Regions from separate parts of the Mus musculus genome. Here region 1 is linked to region 2. The links are chromatin contacts, called in public Hi-C maps. All regions are on one chromosome and are shown on one strand. The core of a region is the stretch at or near the end of the contact, and the rest is flanking DNA. Distances in the headings are between cores, read along the strand shown. Region 1 has its middle 5.6 kb from the start of Gm32533. Region 2 overlaps Exoc4 (exocyst complex component 4).

Region 1 (2,870 bases), core at 166-2,665, 420 kb before region 2:
AGACTCCACCAAAACTCAGGCCAGCTAGCCAGGCCTGCAGAGCGGGAACAAGAGACTGTGTTTCAAGCAAGGTGGAATCCAGGCACCTGGAGCTGGCCACTGACCTCCACAAGTATGCCGCGGTACATGTGTGCACTCACACACACCATATGCCCACACATGTATACACACAGACACACACACATACGGGGGTGAGGGGAAGAGGGAGAGGGAGAAGGGCAGGGAGAGAGGAGAGAGAATTAATGCTATTAACACTTGTGAGGAACACAAACATAGGTGAGGTGATTAACTTCGCTTAGCTTTACCGCTAACAAATGGCTTGCTGTCTCCCTGCTGTAATAAAACACGGGACTCTATCTCTAGGTGGAGGAGTGACCTTTTCTCCAGTTAATCTAACAAGGCAGAAACGCCCCCTAGGTGGGAGGGTTCCTCTGAGGATAACATAGATTTTCTTCCCAGAATTTTTGCCACACTAGGGGCAACCCTGTGAGCCCCTGTGAGGTTCCTGTGGGTCTGCACCCCACTCCCATCCCCACTTCCCCCACCCCACCCATCTCGTCTGTCTTTTTCTTTCGGATGCTGGTCAGAGCCCACTGTGGTCTCCTCAATACTCTGTATTGCGTCCCGCTCGACCGGCAAGAAAGACGCAACAAACCAGAATCTTCCGCGGCAAAAGCTTTATTGCTTGCTTCTCAGGAAGATTCCGAACCGGGAAAATGGCGCTGCTTTTATAACCCGCAGCGTGACGTTTCAGCACCTGATATGGCGTGACAGCTCCCGATTCGTTGCTTGCCCATCACCCCACTATTACACCCCGAGAATGGGAGTGACTAGGAGTGAATTCACTCTTGCACCTGCGTACAAAGCTTGTTTACTAGTTAGGCACAGCGGAGGCCCACGCCATCTTATAATGGCGATTGCTCGCGGCACACACAGCTCTCCTCAGAGATTACTGGCGGCACACATGCGATTGCTCGCAGCACGTACCGGCTTTCCACAACTCTGGGCTTCCTTACTCTTTCTCTAAAGCTCCCCTCCAACCATGTGACTGACCTCTGTTCCCCTCTTTTCAAACAATATGGTTGTTGTTGTTTTCCTTCTCTTTTCCATACTATGCCTCCGTTCCCCTCCCTCCCCCCACCTCTAGGCAACTGTGAGATTGACAGTTTACCTGCTCTAGGCTTTTCCTTTTAGACTCTAATAAATTGGGCTCAATCTTCCATTAGAGTCTATTCTTAAACTCTGTTACTAATGAGACTAAGAATCTCAAAAAGGGACCCTCACTTTCCTGGTATCATTTGGAGGCTGAGTTGGGATTCTCCAAATTTTCTGGTGACACACCCATTTAGTTTGCTTAAGAATACAGTGCTATTCAACATATTGGCATTCATTATGGCAAGACACTGGGGAGCCTAAACATCCAAGAGAATAGACCTTGGATGTGGCTGAATAGAAGATGCCACGTCCACGAACCGAACACTTTCAGATGTTAAGAAGAGAAACGCGGGACCTGGTGTGGTGGCTCACATCCGTTATCCCAGCACACAGCAGACAGAGGTCGGTAGGAGGCTTGCCAGAAGATTTGCTGCAATTCAAGCCTAGTCTGGTTCACACAGCAAGTTCCAGCTAAGGCTACACGGTAAGATGATGTCTAGAAAGCCAAAGGAGCTGGTGGCACCATCACCAGGCTAATATGGAACCATCACCAGGCTAATATGGAACAGTTTCCAAGACAGATTAAGGAAAAATATTTGTGTTTAAAAAATGTATCTCTGCCTATTAGCTAATGAGAGAAATGCACAAAACTCAGGAACGGCAGAAGTATGTAAGGAAGGTAGTTAGTTGAGTTGTTGAGTTTCAAGGGAAGGGCTTACAATTTTAACCTTGTCATGGTTTGAATATGCTTGGCCCAGGGAGTGGCACTATTTGGAGATGTGTTGGAGTAGGTGTGTTTCTGGGACATGGGCTTTAAGATCCCCAATCCTAGCTGCCTGGAAGCCAGTCTTCTCCTAGCAGCCTTCAGATGAAGATGTAGAACTCAGCTCTGCCTGCACCATGCCTGCCTGGATGCTGCCATGCTTGCACCTTGATGATGATGGACTGAACCTCTGAACCTGTAAGCCAGCCCCAATTAAATGTTGTTTATAAGACTTGCCTTGGTCATGGTGTCTGCTCCCAGCAGTAAAACCCTAAGACAAACCTATTACATTTTTATGTCTTTTTGACTTTGCACTGTTGAATTATGAGCAAATTTATGATTTTTTTTTAGCAAAGAAAAAATAAGAAGATTCATCAACATAAAAGGTTAACACACTAGGGCAAGTGTCAAGTGAAGGGTGTTCTGAGACGGCCTCCTGCTCCTTTTAGTTCTGCTGCTTAGAGACTAATCAGAGTTCAGACACCATCAACCTAAAGAATTTGTTCTTTACTGTGCTTCTAAATGTAAAGTCAAAGAACAATTTGAACAGATATTTCTGTATGTGACCAATATTTGATTCATAAGTAAATGAACAGATGTTTAATCCTCCTAATCATTAAATAAATTTCAACCAAAATCTGAATGCATCTCATATGCTGTTCAACCTTCTTGTAGTTTTTTTTACTGTTATGAATCATAAGGTAAGTATCTTTTATGCAAAATATAGACTATACAATCCCCAAAGGGGTCATGTTCCACAGGTTGAGAACCTCTGCCTTAGGATAACTACCCAAAGATATGGTCGTGCAGACTGTTTCAAGTCTATTTTACACAAGTTAGAGTCATCTTGGAAGAGGGAAGCTCAACTGAGAAAGTACTTTCACCAGACTGGCCCGTGGGCAAGCCTGTGTTGCTTTCTTTTGGTTGATGACTATAATGTATAGTGAGAATG
Region 2 (2,822 bases), core at 200-2,699:
CAGGAGAAACAACCAGCAAGCACACTTTGTAGGATAGTCTACAAGATACCTCATCATCACTACGTGAAGTATATATACACCACTTCTGTGCATTTACATACTGTGCAATCAACATAGCACTGAGACACATGCACATCAACAGTCACTGCAGTATTACTCACAACCACTAAGTGATGGAACAAAGTAGGACTCAGCAACAGAGGAATGGATTTATAAACGTGTGGTATATATGCACAAAGGAACGTTTCCAGCCATAAAGATGAATGCCATTGGTGGGTAAGTGGATGCAACTGGAGATAATCACATTAGAGTGACATAAGCCAGTCTCAGAAAGTCAAACGTTGCATATATTCTCACTTGCAGCTCTTAGATTTTATATGCTATACATTATCATGTATGCACATACGACATGAAAGAAGTGTCCAAGGGAACAAAGGACACCATCAGGGGGACAAGAAAAGGCCGGGGAAGGAGGTTTCAGGGGGAACATGCTTAGTGTACTAATATATACTTACATAAAAATTGAAAAAATTAATAAAAAGAAATAAACAATCAAAAAATAAAAATTAAACTGCCATGGCTATGGACAGCAAGAAACCTCAGGAGACCTGCACTGTCCTTACATCTTTTCTGTGAGGAAAATTTCAGAAAGAAAATTTATTTTAAAATATAATGGTGTCTCACTTGAAAAATAATGTGAGTTTGCTTTTGTACATCTTTTGACAACACTGCTGGCAATTCCATTTATTCATTCAGTGTGAACCTACTATGTGCTAAAAATTTCTACTGATCTATGGCAAAATTGGAAAGGATGAAAGAAAAGAGCAACTTTGGTTGGGAAATGGAAAGAAATTAGCACAGTTCAGCCCTTACTCTGTTCAGGTTGCTTGCCCTGGTATAGCTTTGAAAGCCATAGAAACACAGCAAACAAATTCACCAAAGCATTTCTGCAAGTACCTGATAGGCAGCCTTGACCTTGAAATAGCCAAGAGGACAACCAATTCAGAAATGCCTCTTGGAATAAAAGGGGGAAAGCAATTAAGCTCTTATAGTGGAAATCGGGCAGAGAGAAGTGCTGGGTCCACCCAGTGAGCAGAGGTAGGGAACTGCTCATTTAAGTGCAGTTATCTGAATTTGAATTTGTACATATTTGCAAGTGAATACCCACGGTATTCTGGACTCTACAGATAGGGCATCCATCTTGAGAAGAGCTGTAACCATGAGGGGTAAAAGAAGATTGAGATGGGGAAAAAAAAGAAAGAGAAACCAAATAGAAGCTGAGATGATTTTTTCTTCTCAAAAGACTATTCCTAATATTCACAGTCTAAAAAGGACACAATGACGCAGATAACCTGTTAATGAGCTAGCTGTGGGTTGTCTACTCCCCAGGGCAGGATTTCCAACTGACAGAGCTTGTGTGGGTCTAAAAAGAATGAATGAGAAATTGAATGAGAAATGTACAGCTTAATCTTTCAGCAACCCGGATGTGCTCTGGATGCTGGTGGCTCCTGTGGGCAGAGATGGTGAGGAGCTCTGGCCTGTGAGGCCTTTGTGGCAAAGGAATGAAAACCTGTAATGTAAATTCCAGGAAATCAGTTTGTTGAGTTTGTTTGGCCAATTACGGCAATCCATCAAAGGAGTAACCTCAAACAACTAAGCCTGCGTTCACCTATCTTAGGCAGTTCTCAGGCCCTTGTTTCAAGCTTCAGTCTCCAGCAAACAAAACATTCATAGGAGAGTCTAGCTCAGTGTGACTAGGTCCCTACATCAGCTGCCTCTGTGATGCCAGGTCTCTGACTTTTAAAGTCACAGTCTTCTTCAAAGGGCTTGCCCTTGAGGATCTGCATTCCCTAAAGCCTTTCATGTTTCCCTGTCAAACGTCAACAGGAAGCTGGTCCCTGTAAAGCTCAAGATGGCCTCTGGGGTGCTGTGTCTAACCTTGTTTCTCATTCTCCTTCCACTTCTGCACAGACACTTTGTCCTTTTAGATCACCGAGAATCTTGTGTCCCCTTTTCAGGACACTTTCTCCTTCTTCTCCATATACACACATCCAACAACAATGCAGAATCCTTCTTACCCAATGTTTCTCTTGATTCTTAAGGCCCCCAGTGCCTCTCTTCACCCTGTACAGTGCCTGGCTTCTGAACCATCACAACTGGTACTCCCTATCCATCTGTCCCAAGACACTCAGAGATGAAACCATAAGTTTGGCACAGAGCAAGGATTTAATAAATATTGACATTTAGTTTCAATAGCCTTTTAACACAGGGGAATTACTCGACTGAATTCTGTTATTCTTGTCACAGGCAATGGACCAGATTTCCCCAGCCCACTGTAGATGCTCACACTAATATTATGTACAGACAAGTTGAGTAGGAACCTTGAAAAGCATGAAGAAGACCAGCTGCTTTCCTTGAACGGTTAATCTTTAAAGGGTCATTTAACTTTCAAGCGGAGATAGTCTTGTTTCTATTCACTTTCTCACTAGAATGTCCCTAAGCCAGAATGGCAACATACAGACAGGGCAAAAATTACTTAGGATAAGAACCTTGAAAATTCCCTAAGTACAGCAGTTCTCTGTCTCTACTCATCTGGCTGCTACCAGGAATCTTGCCAGATCAGCAATTCCCTCCTGAGAATGATAGCTATCATTTGCTTGGGCTGTTGAGCCAGCTTGCTTTCTTCCCAGTTTCTTTTTCTGAGATGCTCTTCCCCTTCTCTAACATTTAAGGAAAAGAAATAAATCTGAAGATGCCTTTGTTAGCACATAAAGTCAAATGTATTTCAGGCAAAGGCAGCCTTCTAAAGACCTGAGTGACAG

What was found. Hi-C and Micro-C count contacts between places; a contact is called where the count stands out from the background.
Region 1: a contact with region 2 is called in a Hi-C map of embryonic stem cells, with 4 times the contacts expected there. The contact joins two enhancer-like sites. A contact is called at or near these places in 1 of 39 promoter capture datasets (cranial neural crest), 2 of 484 Hi-C or Micro-C datasets (the N1E-115 cell line and embryonic stem cells) and 1 of 115 datasets of contacts at active chromatin or transcription factors (embryonic stem cells).

The regions. Positions count from the first base shown.
Region 1 is chr6:34,190,171-34,193,040 of GRCm38.p6, reverse strand. No RefSeq gene overlaps it. Among named protein-coding and RNA genes, the nearest start is that of Gm32533, 5.6 kb to the left of the region's middle. Within about 2 kb of position 1,415, at least 11 of the 459 cell types and tissues checked have an H3K27ac peak or open chromatin away from gene starts, as enhancers often do. A contact at or near this core is called in embryonic stem cells, where this site is marked.
Region 2 is chr6:33,768,463-33,771,284 of GRCm38.p6, reverse strand. The region is part of intron 11 of Exoc4 (exocyst complex component 4); the gene reads right to left. Among named protein-coding and RNA genes, the nearest start is that of Gm13853, 220 kb to the left of the region's middle. Within about 2 kb of position 1,449, at least 19 of the 459 cell types and tissues checked have an H3K27ac peak or open chromatin away from gene starts, as enhancers often do. A contact at or near this core is called in embryonic stem cells, where this site is marked.